Linked DNA regions of Danio rerio: region 2 is linked to region 1. The links are chromatin contacts, called in public HiChIP or PLAC-seq maps. All regions are on one chromosome and are shown on one strand. The core of a region is the stretch at or near the end of the contact, and the rest is flanking DNA. Distances in the headings are between cores, read along the strand shown. Region 1 holds the start of ifngr2 (interferon gamma receptor 2). Region 2 holds the start of iqgap2 (IQ motif containing GTPase activating protein 2).

Region 1 (6,629 bases), core at 2,281-4,780:
AAACAATCATAATATTTCAGTCTTCTGTTGTTCCTCTTCTTGCCCATTCTCCTCCACGTCAGCGTTCTCCTTTAATATAATAAAGTCATCTGACTGTAAGCTTGGAATACTGGGACTTGGAGCCAATCCAACAGGAAATTCGCTGGACAGAAACTACATAAAGAAAAGTAAAATATTTAACAATTCATTTAAAAGAAATAATAATACAAGATCACACTTTCACATCTAGAGACTTTTATTGCCTGGTAGCAAGAAACTCAAACTGGAGAACATACATTCAAATTTCATTATTATAGGTTGCCATTTTAACAGAGTAACCATTTAGATGCTTAATCTTAATTATTTGATTGATTATAAAAAGTAAATGCTTACCTCTTTATAGTGGTCAGGAAGGTCCAGCTTGAATGGCTGGAACCACTCTTTAACCACACTTTGCACTCTTTTATTACTCTTGCATTTACAAAATAGAAAAATGCAGAAACCGCACACCATCAAAACAAAACATGTGATCAGTGGACCGTAGATCAAAACACGTTTCTTTTTTGCTTCAGCTGCAAACCAATGAAAGAACACAATATGACTTTAAGTTAAGAGTACATAGCACTGTTATTTCTACATGTGTTTAATAATGTCTGCCTAAAACCTTCTGGATGAGTCTAAAAATCAAAACACCACTTAATGAAACTGATTCAGCTTGTGTATTTACAATACATATATGTGAACAAGACTTACGTGTTTCAGGGATGAAAACGCATCTTTCCTTGCTAGCCTTTCCATATGGCTTATGGTAGAGCAAATACTCCACCTGGAAACAGTAGATCTGCCCTGATTCCAGGTCATTAAAGATATAATCCTTGCTATTTATTACAACATCCTCCTGTAAGGTCAAAAATCTTTGTCAGCTTTACTCTTGTCATTAAAAAGAAAATTGTGAATGTTTGCATGATGTCTTAGATTCAAGAGACCTCAGGGTTTTCTCTGCTATTCTCATTCCAGGACGATATGTTAAACTGAAGATGTTCTCCATGTTCTTTCTCCAAGCTCTGGTCCATATGTGCCAGAGTTAAGGAAACAATTCCTGGTTTCTCAGATAGATTCACCACAGGAGCACAAGAATTTACTGTAAAACAGGATGAACAAAGAAATAAATAGATACAAGTGTGAAAAATAGTTGAATTTAAAACGCAAGGTAGGCATAAACGCATAAAACAATCCTTACCATTTACACAATTGACTCGATTTGAAATGGCCCATTCTGAGATGTGGTTTCCCTTCTCTGCACGGACCCGAAATAAAGCTCCATAAAATTCATCAGTGATGTTGAAAACGTTTTTGTTGATATGGCTTGACACGTTGTACCATTTATCCTCTGCTTTGCTGAAGTAGAAGGAACAGTAGAGTATAAATTAATTTTAAATCAGAGGATAACGTAAGGCCAAGAAAAGTGTTTGATATGACATTCTGTGATTCAGGTGAATTCAAAGAGGAACTGAATAAGGCCAAAAAATGAAAATTAAATAAAATTATAATAATAAACTTTTACAAAAGGTTTGCATAAGCTGGCAAGCACCTACTATTGAAATTAATGTTGACCCATTGTAATTGTGTCAGAAATATTTGGTTCACTTCTTCAGTTCAGTCCATCAAAGTGAGATCAGGTAAAACAGAAACAACTACATAGATCTGCTTTTAAACATTATGCTCCATATGTATAGAATAAACTTCAAGGAAATTTACATGTGGATTTTGGAATACCATCTCTTGCCTTGTTTAAAATTACTTTAAAGTCTAAATATTTGGAGCACTGGGCATGATTGGATGATGCCCAGTGCGCCATATATTTAAAAGATGATTGGACAGAGTGGTACTGTATGCGTTCATTTTGCTCCGATCCAGCCCAATTTATTTTTTATTTTATTACTTGTACTAAGATATTTGGAAATGTCAAATGCCACTATGAAACAAAAGTTTAGTTGGCTGATGGAAAACAAAGAGCCATTTCTCACATCACACTGCTCTGTATTTTGCACTTACTTTTGACTTACCTTTTGAACTTGTTATTATGGTGTTTTAAAATGGAAAAGCATTTTTAATGGTTGATTCATTTTCTGTGAGTGTTTATACAATTTTGTTATAACCAAGTATTCCAAACCTTTTACATTAATGGAAAATTTAGATTTGGACTTCTGATTTGAGACTTTGAGAATCCTTGCCTTAAGCATTGTGAGCAACGTTGGGATATTTGCTAAAAGCATTTTGATGATCATGCATTACAAACTTCTGAATGAAAACAAAATAAGTTTGCTGCAAGTATACTAGGGCCCACACAGAATCTGTGCAGGTATTAGCCCATCATTGAGTCTATTTCTTTTCTTGTGTAAATGTGTGTAAATTGATATTTATTCAGTTTTTTATTAATTTCAGTAGTATTATTGACTAATATGAAAGTGTTCATTTGATATTCTTGCAATACTGTTTGTAAATATTTTCTGTCTTTTAGTAGATATATTAAATAGAGATTTGCTATGTTTACCAAAAACAATGGATCTAGATGGATTTGCATTGTAAACATTAAATAAACGTTAAAAAGCTATTATGTTTTTATTTCATATATTAAGTTTTAGATATCATACACCCAAAATCATTCCACATAAATCCACAATTTTTTACAAAATTCTCCACAGAAATAGCAAAAACTGTTTGCAGATTTTGTCTGGCTCAAGCCTTCAGTAAGTTACCATTCACTTTCAAAGCATGAAATCTTTCAAATGGCGTGTAAAGAGATTGCCATTATTTCTCACTTCTGCTTTTGTGTAACAGTGAAAAAGCGAACATCATACGGATTCAACGAAACATAAAAGGTGCATAAACAAATACAGAATAATAAATTTAGTGTGTGTGTGTGTGTGTGTGTGTGTGTGTGTGTGTGTGTCACTTGGGTCAAAGAAGCCAACTTACGAGTCAAGTTTATACTGAAGGGAATACCGCAGATCTTCATCTACTTCAGGTGGCTTCCACAGCAACTGTGATTTGACTATCTTTAAATCCTGAGGCGGATTTAAGCAGCATGTTCTCTCTGAATTAAAAACACACAGATGATAAGTTATGAACATGAAACAAGTAACATGTTTTTATAATCAGATATAACGGTCCCGACAACGCCACAAACTATCTCAAGTCCTTACCGATATTGACGATCAACATGAAAACCGTTAGGTGAATTATATAGGTCATTTCGACAAATATAAATCCACATCTTTCACCAAACCATTTGCAAGAGTTGAGAAACCGTCGTTCTTGCTGATTTCTTCAGGAAATACGCCTGTCCCTCTTACAATAAACAAAGCGAGTGTTGCTAAATGCGCTGAATTCTGTATAAGCGACACGTGCTATATCAGTAAAACACAAAAACATTATTTAAACCCAATATGCGAGAAACAAATGTTTTCTTTGCATTCCTTTACGCTTAAATCCCATCGGCAAGCGTTGCATTCCAGTAATGTATACAGAAGTATGCACACTTCCTGTTCCTCAAGTTCTCCTCAAATCAGGAAGGAAGGCTTGATCGGTATCTTTGCAGCATCGCGAGAGTTGGAGTTAAGGTTTTTGAACACCAAAGACCCAACATTTGCCCAACATTTATCCAAGCTGGCCTTTTAAAAGGTGTGAAAAACAAAACAAATAAAAAATAGTGTAAAATGAGTTGAAAATATGTAGGCTACAAAATGTCACACCGACTTATCGCGAGATAACAAGCGCGTAGAAAACCATAGACGGTAAAGACCAAAGCGGTCATCATTTCTCGACACTGGCCTGGCCACTAGCCACAAGTGAAACTAAAATCACTGTGTGTGGCGTTAACTTTTTATTAAACTGCAAAACATTTACACAATATGCATTTGTATGTTTGGTATTTTTGGTCTAACTTAATATAGGAATGTTTGCCAGATAATATTTCTGCTTGCTAAAACACCAAAATACCACAGTTTCAGATAAAAAAGATATTGTAATGATTGACAAACAAGCAAATCAATAAATTACCAACCCACATTTGGATGACCTGCAACTTTTCATTTTGGCAGGCACTTTTTTCCAGGGGTTTCAGTACAGCGTAACCGCTACTACGTCATCGGGTGGGCGTGGCCTATCTGTGAATTTGCATAGGTCACGGATCATGCGCAGATTGTGAAAACAGCCGTTAGATTCAGATACCTGTACGTATTCGCAGGGGTTTCGTGTCCAATACCTTTATATGCAGTACTAAATAGCTGTCCTGATCGCAGGTGTTTCATGTGAAGTCAGTGTATGTTATATTAAACAAATTAACTTAAGATACCTCTCAGATTACATTAATACTGTTATAACTTAAGATACCTGTCCCGATCCCACGGCTTTTGTGTCAAATACTTTATATATCATATACAGTAGCATCAGATACCTGTCCTGATGCCAGGGGTTTCATGTATAATTACTTTTATATTAGTTAACATCAGATACCTGTCCTGATCCCAGGGGTTTCATGTATGATCACATTTATATTATATACATTAACATCAGATACCTGTCCTGATCCCAGGGGTTTCATGTATGATCACTTTTATATTATATACAGTAACATCAGATACCTGTCCTGATCCCAGGGGTTTCATGTATGATCACTTTTATATACATTAACATCAGATACCTGTCCTGATCACAGGTGTTTCATGTATGATCACTTTTATATTATATACATTAACATCAGATACCTGTCCTGATCCCAGGTGTTTCATGTATGATCACTTTTATATTATATACAGTAACATCAGATACCTGTCCTGATCCCAGGGGTTTCATGTATGATCACATTTATATTATATACATTAACATCAGATACCTGTCCTGATCTCAGGTGTTTCATGTACGATCACTTTTATATACAGTAACATCAAATACCTGTCCTGATCCCAGGGGTTTCATGTATGATCACTTTTATATTATATACATTAACATCAGATACCTGTCCTGATCTCAGGTGTTTCATGTATGATCACTTTTATATTATATACATTAACATCAGATACCTGTCCTGATCCCAGGTGTTTCATGTATGATCACTTTTATATTATATACATTAACATCAGATACCTGTCCTGATCCCAGGTGTTTCATGTATGATCACTTTTATATTATATACATTAACATCAGATACCTGTCCTGATCTCAGGGGTTTCATGTATGATCACTTTTATATTAGTTAACATCAGATACCTGTCCTGATCCCAGTTGTTTTGTGTATGATGACTTTAAATAAAAATAGAAAATAAATATGAGTTATGTTAATTAACTAAGATCGAGAAAGAAAAATTAACCACGATTTATTACAGAAAATGTGGTATTTATTTGTTTAAACATGACCGAATACCATATTTTTAACTACAAAAACACGGTTAATCTTACCACAACCATTATTATTTGATTTAAAATGGAAGTAGAAAAGCCCAGAGACAGAAAAACGGAGTAAAACGAGGTCAGCCGGTTTTGCTAATGAAATCTTTAAAATATAACATTATAAAAACAAAAAATAACCTGTATGATTGTTTTTTTCCTTCGTTATCCACCGCGGTAGGTTCTTTATCCATTATCATCCTGGTTGAAATGACCGCGCTAAAAAAGAACCTGTACTGCGCATGATCGGTGACCTCTCAGTATTGTTTTTTTTTAAGGGGGCGTTTCCCAAACACCGACCGAGCCACGCCCATTTTACGTCGTGGTAATGAAACCCCTGGAATTTAGTGCATGCCTTTTCATTTTCGGTGTGGATCGCGTTATTCCAGTACAGCAGGGGGCGATGAAGATGTTGATGCGCATGTGCTTCTCTTCAAGAACAAGACCTTTGAAAATGGTGTCTGTTGACAAATAATAACGAACTGCTATACTCTACTTTTTAGTTTTGTAGCATGATTAAGACTTAGTTTGTGTATGTATGTTAATATATACGTGTCGCTACGAGACAAAGGTATATCTCAATCAAAGCCAAATGTTTTTAATGTATTTTATCTGTTTTTTTATATGCAGACAAACTAGCACACACAAAGTTGTGGTCAGAAAAACATCAAACATCCTTTTGACTGCTCTTTGAATAACTGTTGACGCTTAGCATCCATGATAATCTGGCTCGCAGGTTAGTTTGTCCAGTTTATAGAGCTGGATGAAATGAGGCAGCAGTGCGAAAGTGAAAGCAGCAGCAGAAAGATGGAAGATCAACAACATGATCAAAAGGGATCTGGAGCTGATCTGCTCTCCAGGATCGCTCTTAATGATAACAAGGCTGGCATGGAAGGACTGGACAGAGACAAGATCAACAAGATCATTCTGGAAACCTCTAAGGTTGACACTTCTACTTATTGACTGTAGATATACAGTATTATTTATTACTACTAGTACAATGAATACTAGCTCGTATCTATTTTGTATTAATTTAATTTAGTGCATTGTCAATAATAATAGTCATACATGTTTATATATATATATATATATATATATATATATATATATATATATATATCATATGGGGGATAATAATTCTGACTTCAACTGTGTGTATGAATATATATATATATATATATATATATATATATATATATATA
Region 2 (6,629 bases), core at 1,106-3,605, 180 kb after region 1:
AAAAACAATTAGCTTAATGGGGCAAATAATTTTGTCCCAAAAATGGGTTTTAAAAAATTAAAAACTGCTTTTATTCTTGTCGAAATAAAACAAATAAGACTTTCTCCTGAAGAAAAAATATTATTAGACATACTGTGAACATTTCATTGCTCTGTTAAAAATCATTTGGGAAATAGAAAAAAAAAATCAAAAGGGGGCTAATAATTCTGACTTCAACTGTATATATATATATATATATATATATATATATATATATATATATATATATATATATATATATATATATATATATATATATTAATTGCAGCACATGATTATTGCATGAGCGTGAGTTGAGATGGCATATTATAACTACCCCATTTTATTATTAAATACTGAACACTGACTTCATTTCTTAATTGACCACTTTTAACCCATTTGTTAACTGTTGTTCTGATCATTCATTGTGGTGTTATTATTTTACACTGTAGGAGTTTGCTAGTTAACTGTCTGAGTGTTATCCCAAAGTGGTAATTCAACAGTTTTATCATGTTTCCCCATATAAGCTCTCAGGGATAGTGTTTATTTTAACACTAGGTAGTTAAATCTTTACTGGTGTAGTATTTCAAAAGGTTCATATTTGTACCTGAAGGGTCCATAAAGACACTTTTTAGGTACATTTTGGTATTAATATGTACCTTTTAGGTACCATGTGGACTCTTTGGGCACAAATATGTATTGTTTAAAAAGGTACTGCCCCAGTGACAGCTCCCCGTACCTTTATTTCTAAGAGTGTGTCTAAAGATGATATTATCAAGAAAGCTAAAAACCTGTAAACATTATCTTCCACAGAAGACAGAACAAATATGGTTTCCAGCTTACTTTAAAAGATCCTCTTTTGTGTTCAACAGAAGAAAGATACTCAGATTTGGAGCAAGTGAATGGGTGAGGGAATTGTGACAAAATTTTTAAACTATTACTTTAACATGTGTAGACAAGAGTCTATTTTACTGGAGGAAAAGGTACAACTGAATAAATATTATTCAAACATTATTGAATAATTATTTCAAAGAGACTTTAAAGTTTAAGAATCGGCATATTCACATTGGTGCTAATCTTTAACATTGCTGCATCTCATCCTATCAGATGAACATTTTATGGTCCTTAGCTTTCAAAAGTAATTTTTTAAGCTATTTTCTAATAAAAACCAGAGATTACCATCTATCAGTATATTAAACTGGGTCCTGAATACTGATATTTATTTAAAACAGAAGCCATTAAAATGTCAACACTGCATTAAAATAGGCTGGATATCAAGCATTTCTTGCATATATAACATTATAGCACAAAAGGTAAAAAACAATTGCAAAATGTATTAAAATAATAATGTTATCATAATTCTAAAACATGATTACAAAGAACAACTTTGTCCAGACTTTATAATATCAATAGATATAATCAATAAATAGATAATATCAATAAAAATAAATGTAAAACATGAATAAATAAAAATATATTCATTAACCAAATATAATATGGCAATGAAAAAACAAAAACAAAATACATTATAATGGTTAAAATAATAATAATAATAATAATAATAATAATAATAATAATAATAATAATAATCATGATCATCATCATCACAATAATAATAATAATAATAATAATAATAATTATTATTATTATTATTATAATAGCAATAGTAACAATAGGCTAATAATAATAATAATAATAATAATAATAATAATAATAATAATAATGATGATGATGATGATGATGATGATGATGATGATGATGATGATGATGATGATGATGATAAAAAAACAATGAAACGCTGACTAGAAAAGTAAGAATAGGCTATAACATGTTTTCAAAATATAAATACAAAAATTGGATATGTTCCATAGTAGGTCTATTAAAAAAACTAAAAACCACTGAACACGAGTTTAAACAAACAACCGACCGAACAACCAAACAAACAAAGAAACAAGCAAACAGTTTTGTTTTGTAACAACACAGTTATTTTGTAAACTGGTGAAAACGAAGCGAAAACAAATCTCCCAGGACTCGTAAATGTCCCTCAGCTGCTCTTCCGCAGGTCAGGTCCCTCATTGGGTTGAATTGAGGAGATTTGTCCCGCGCCAGCAGGTGGAGCCGCGTCCGAGTCATTCAGTGTCAGTTTCAGCTCGAGCTCACAGGGGGTTTCACCAGGTTTGACAGACGAATGAAGACACGCAGTTACCGACAGCGCTTCATTGTAAATGGGTTCGGCGCTTTACTGGGGGGCCAGTGCTATGACAGAAAGATCAACTTCTGATTTACTCTTTTGAGAAAGAATCTTGCAGCGAGAGTCAAAAAGTCCGCGCGCAGTTTATGGTGAAGCCTCAGCAGAGTTTCAGAGGAAGCAGGATGTACCATGAAGACGGAGCAAACTCTCTCAGACCGCGATATGGATGTAAGTACAGCTACTTCGCTTCATGGCAGATATTAAACGCCTATTATACTCACACATTTCGAAGCTGAATGAGGATTGATTCTGAATGAGAAGTAGTGGGATGACAGTCGAACAGAAAGAGAATGGCAAAAGTGTGCTAATCTAACTATGATCAATGAAGTGGGTACCCAAATATTTAATTCATAAACAAAAGGTGCAGTTGTTGTCTTAGGATCTCTTTTTGTCTAATCTGTTGTTTAAACGATGTGTCTAATCTGATGTTTATGTGTGTCTGTGTGTATAGTAACAGTTTTTCAAGGCTCTGGAAATTAAATATTTATTCAAGCTAATCACTGATAGGCAGATACATGATTATCATGTGCTAAGTTGAGTCACTTTTATAAACCAAGTGAGAAATAACTGAGGACATTGAATGATCAGAAAATAATGGACACCCAAAGTGGTGGTAGAGTATGCCTCAGTGTGCATTATTTTGCATTAATTCATTGACTGTAGTCAGTTATTCCACTTAAATAGGCTACCATACAGTTACAAAATGTTGTGTCAAAGACATCAGTTTTTTGCTCAGCTCCTGTGTGTATATATATGTTTTTGACTGTTGGAACTGTCAAATATCTGAAGTCATTCAGTGTATGGAGCTGAAATGTGGTCAAGACCTGCCTTAGAAGGTTCATCAGCCAATCAGAATCAGACATTCTTCTGACCCTGTTAGTAGTGTTACTGAAAGACTGAATTAATAGAGAAGTGTAAAAACTGAGGACAAAAAAAAAATGTGTATATGATTGTCGGTTTATTTTAAACTCAGTTGCTTGTTATATTTCTTTCAAGCCAACTTCCCATTTTGCAAACTTCACATGCAAACTTCTGTGAAATTCTTAAATGACTTACAAACATGCTTAGCTATTTTCTTCTGTCATCAACCTGCTCCCCAGTGTTTCTCTGACGCAGCCTGATATTTTGTTGCCTCAGAAAGGTGTTTGTGTATCCCTGGCATTAGATCTCATGCTATGGCCTGAGCAAAGAGAAGCTCCATGTGAGTTTCTCCAGTTAAACATTACCTCTGGCCTTTGTAAAATCACCTGACAGTACAGTTTAGATATGTGAGGAATTCTGATTCAGGAGTTTATCTTTGTACGTTTTTTTAAACGCACACATTTCGCCACGCTTGTGAGACACCGTGTCTTTTTGTGCACATCTAGAACAATAAAGAATGTTTAGGATGCTGTTTGCATAACACACATTTGATCTGTACTGCTCTGTTGGTTGTGTGTCAGAACCTGCTAGTTTTAGATTAACTCCACCATATCAAATCTAGACTAAGATACCTTTCGGTTGACTCTTTAAACGAAGTTTGCTTAACTCATGTCAACACTCACTGGCACCAAGATCACATTCCTACTGCTGACAAGGCTGCTGGTTTCATTCTGCTGATTTAAATAGGATGTTTAGGGGTGTTGCGATACACCAATGCCTGGTAAAGCCTGATTGATACCGCTGTGTCAAGTCAACGCGGTACCACATTATGCATACTGCACCTTGCAAGTAGCCCACAGCATTGCAAGCATTTATATTTCTGCAATTTGTCTGGGCTGCTCTGGCAATAACACTTCTGAAATGCTAGTAGTCAGTTGGATTTATATGGTCAACTGACTTTAATTTGTTTGCTGTTGTTTTGCGCTTTTTAGAAATATTTGCTCCAGATAATGTGTGGGATGCTAGTGTATAAGTAGCTCTTAAACACACTAATTCATGGAAGAAAGAGACAGGAACCAACAAACGTCTCGTCCAACAACTTTAATCATAAAATAAACACAAACAAAATTATCCATATGGGGGTCCTCTGTGGGACTCAACACCCTCAGCTATTTCTACTATTGGCCTCATTGTTTGAGAAAAATTGTTTGAGAGGTGCTTTTTTTGTGTCAGGCTATGGCAAAGGCTATGCTGGATCATCCACATGCACTCATCGCATAAATATGGATTGGCTTTTATGGTTTGATTTGTTTTCTGAGAAAGCAGGGCTTTTTTGCAACACCAAACATGTTTAAGAACATACACTGGATAATATGCAATCCAGGTTTATTCTGAAAACGTAGTCCTGTGAAAGTTTTTGAAGACTGCGAAATACGTCCAGGGAGTTACGTATTTTTTGCTGTTTTTGTTTTTCGCAAATCTGCGAAAGGCCACTGTGTGTGCTTTTTCGTATCTCAAATGTGTGTTCTCGCATAAACCCACCAGAAATCGCTGTCGACTGACTAAATGATTGACTGGGCGACCGGCCAATCGAATGACCCACCCTCCTTTTTCCCTAAACCCAAACAATTTTACCGATTGACCCGCCTGCCCACTTACTTCCCCTAAACCCAACTGATGGTTTACAAATGCCATCCATAAAAAGAAAAGCCCTCGCCTGATTTTTTCCATATTTTCAGATTTTACCACATTCTCACCCTGTTGTTCACTCGTTCATTTTATTTTTTGGATTCTGTTTTTGTCTTACCTGATTTCTGAAACCGCTCTTCCCCGAACTCGAACTCGATCGTCGTCATTATCTATCTGCATATTAAGTCCACCTACGTATAGGACGAGCTAACTGGACATACTAGTTGGGGCAGGAAAGCCCTCCTAACGTAGGTATGCGGTTAGCTAGTAAGCAGCAAAAGGAACGGCATCATACCGCCCCGTAGCGTTCGTTTAAAAAAATGAAATGCAGCCAGCCATACGTACCTCTGGCTACATAATTTGCAGTCTCCAGAAATGTCCATGGGACTATGTTTTCAGAATGAGCCTGTGTTGGTAATATAAGTGTTGAACGCAAGGGCGTAGAATTGACATGGATGGAAGGGACGTGTCCTCACCAATATCCACCACTTGCTGAAATGTCCCTACCAATAATTTAATCAACTTCAAAATAAAATAATGCTCTATCAACCCTTAGTAATCTATTTGTGCAATAAGGGTTAAAGTCAAGTTTGCTATAGTACTATTAACCAAGTCTGTGCAATTAATGGAAATTCAGTTTCGATTTTGGTCTCCATGATTCTAAAAAACAACAATCAGGATAAAACATTTCAACTGTGTCACACACCTCTCTAAATTTCTCTACATTCATACCTCCTCAAAGCCAGGTTGCAGTAAAATCATGTAAATTGACTTTTGCAGCATAGCACTTGATTCATTAATTATTATTTGTATGTTTAAGTGTTTAATTTATATTAATAAGTACTTTATTCATGTTTTAAAGGCGCAAAACAATTTGTGCAATACATGTCCTATAGGGATTTATGTCTCCACCAATGTCAAGAGCGAATCTATGCTCTTGGTTGAACGTGTCACCATTTTTCTCAGAAAATATGTTTCCAAAAGTGCTGTCGAATTGAAATTCCCCCAGATGTTGGTAACAACTAATCTATAAATACAATTTACAATGTAAACTACGCTAGTTAGAAATTAAGATATGTGTAATAAAATGAACTATTGAACACATGAAGAAAGGGAGTTGTAAAAAGGCATGGAAAGCCCAGACAGCAGCTAAAATCTCTCAGTATGTTAGAAAGCAACCCTGCCTCTCGTCATTGTAAACGAATATGTGACCCTGGATCACAAAACATGTCATATGCGTGTTAAATTGGCTATTGACTATACTCAAAAATTTACGTGTGCAACATAAGATTTTTTTCACGATATAGAGTAATATTACATGACCTGAATTCAATAGTAAATAAAAATGAAAGAGCAGAGATCTTGAATCTGTCATCACCAAATAAAAGCCTTTTGTACAATTTATTAAATACAATTTCAGTAATTCACTTTCTGCTTGTGTCATTCCTTTGTTATTACACATTGCACTCATTATTATTATACATAACAAATTTTTCAAATTTATTTTCATTCATTCATTTTTCTCCAGCTTAATCACTTTATTCATCAGGGGGTTGCCACAGCGAAAAACCCTGTACTGGGAAACACCCGTACACTTTCATTCACATTCACACACAGTGTTGGGAGTAATATGTTACAAAAGTAATCTATTACAGTACATCTTGCTTTTTCCTGTATTGCAGTAGTGTAAGGCATTACTAATACATTTTCAGTAATATTTTAGTCAGTAACGCGTGCGTTAGAACACATTTTTCGCCCACAAGACATTAACAAATAAAAAATACAGAAGTTCTATTTCCTGTTCGTGGTT

Evidence for each region. HiChIP or PLAC-seq counts read pairs in DNA pulled down with a chosen protein or histone mark.
Region 2: a contact with region 1 is called in an H3K4me3 HiChIP or PLAC-seq map of embryo, with 4 times the contacts expected there. The contact joins the promoter of iqgap2 here to the promoter of ifngr2 in region 1. A contact is called at or near these places in 4 of 18 Hi-C or Micro-C datasets (caudal fin, embryo, hematopoietic stem cells and 1 more) and 2 of 4 datasets of contacts at active chromatin or transcription factors (caudal fin and embryo).

Annotation. Positions count from the first base shown.
Region 1 is chr5:46,850,571-46,857,199 of GRCz12tu, forward strand. It overlaps ifngr2 (interferon gamma receptor 2), which reads right to left and starts at 3,531. Exons shown (of 7, transcript NM_001077627.2): 1 at 3,186-3,531; 2 at 2,959-3,076; 3 at 1,220-1,377; 4 at 966-1,120; 5 at 733-877; 6 at 373-551; 7 at 1-153. The coding sequence starts at 3,234. The coding sequence ends at 7. polk (polymerase (DNA directed) kappa) reads left to right here and starts at 5,863. Exons shown (of 15, transcript XM_073951385.1): 1 at 5,863-5,959; 2 at 6,058-6,369. The coding sequence starts at 6,196.
Region 2 is chr5:47,035,777-47,042,405 of GRCz12tu, forward strand. It overlaps iqgap2 (IQ motif containing GTPase activating protein 2), which reads left to right and starts at 2,356. Exons shown (of 38, transcript NM_001128340.1): 1 at 2,356-2,437. The coding sequence starts at 2,356.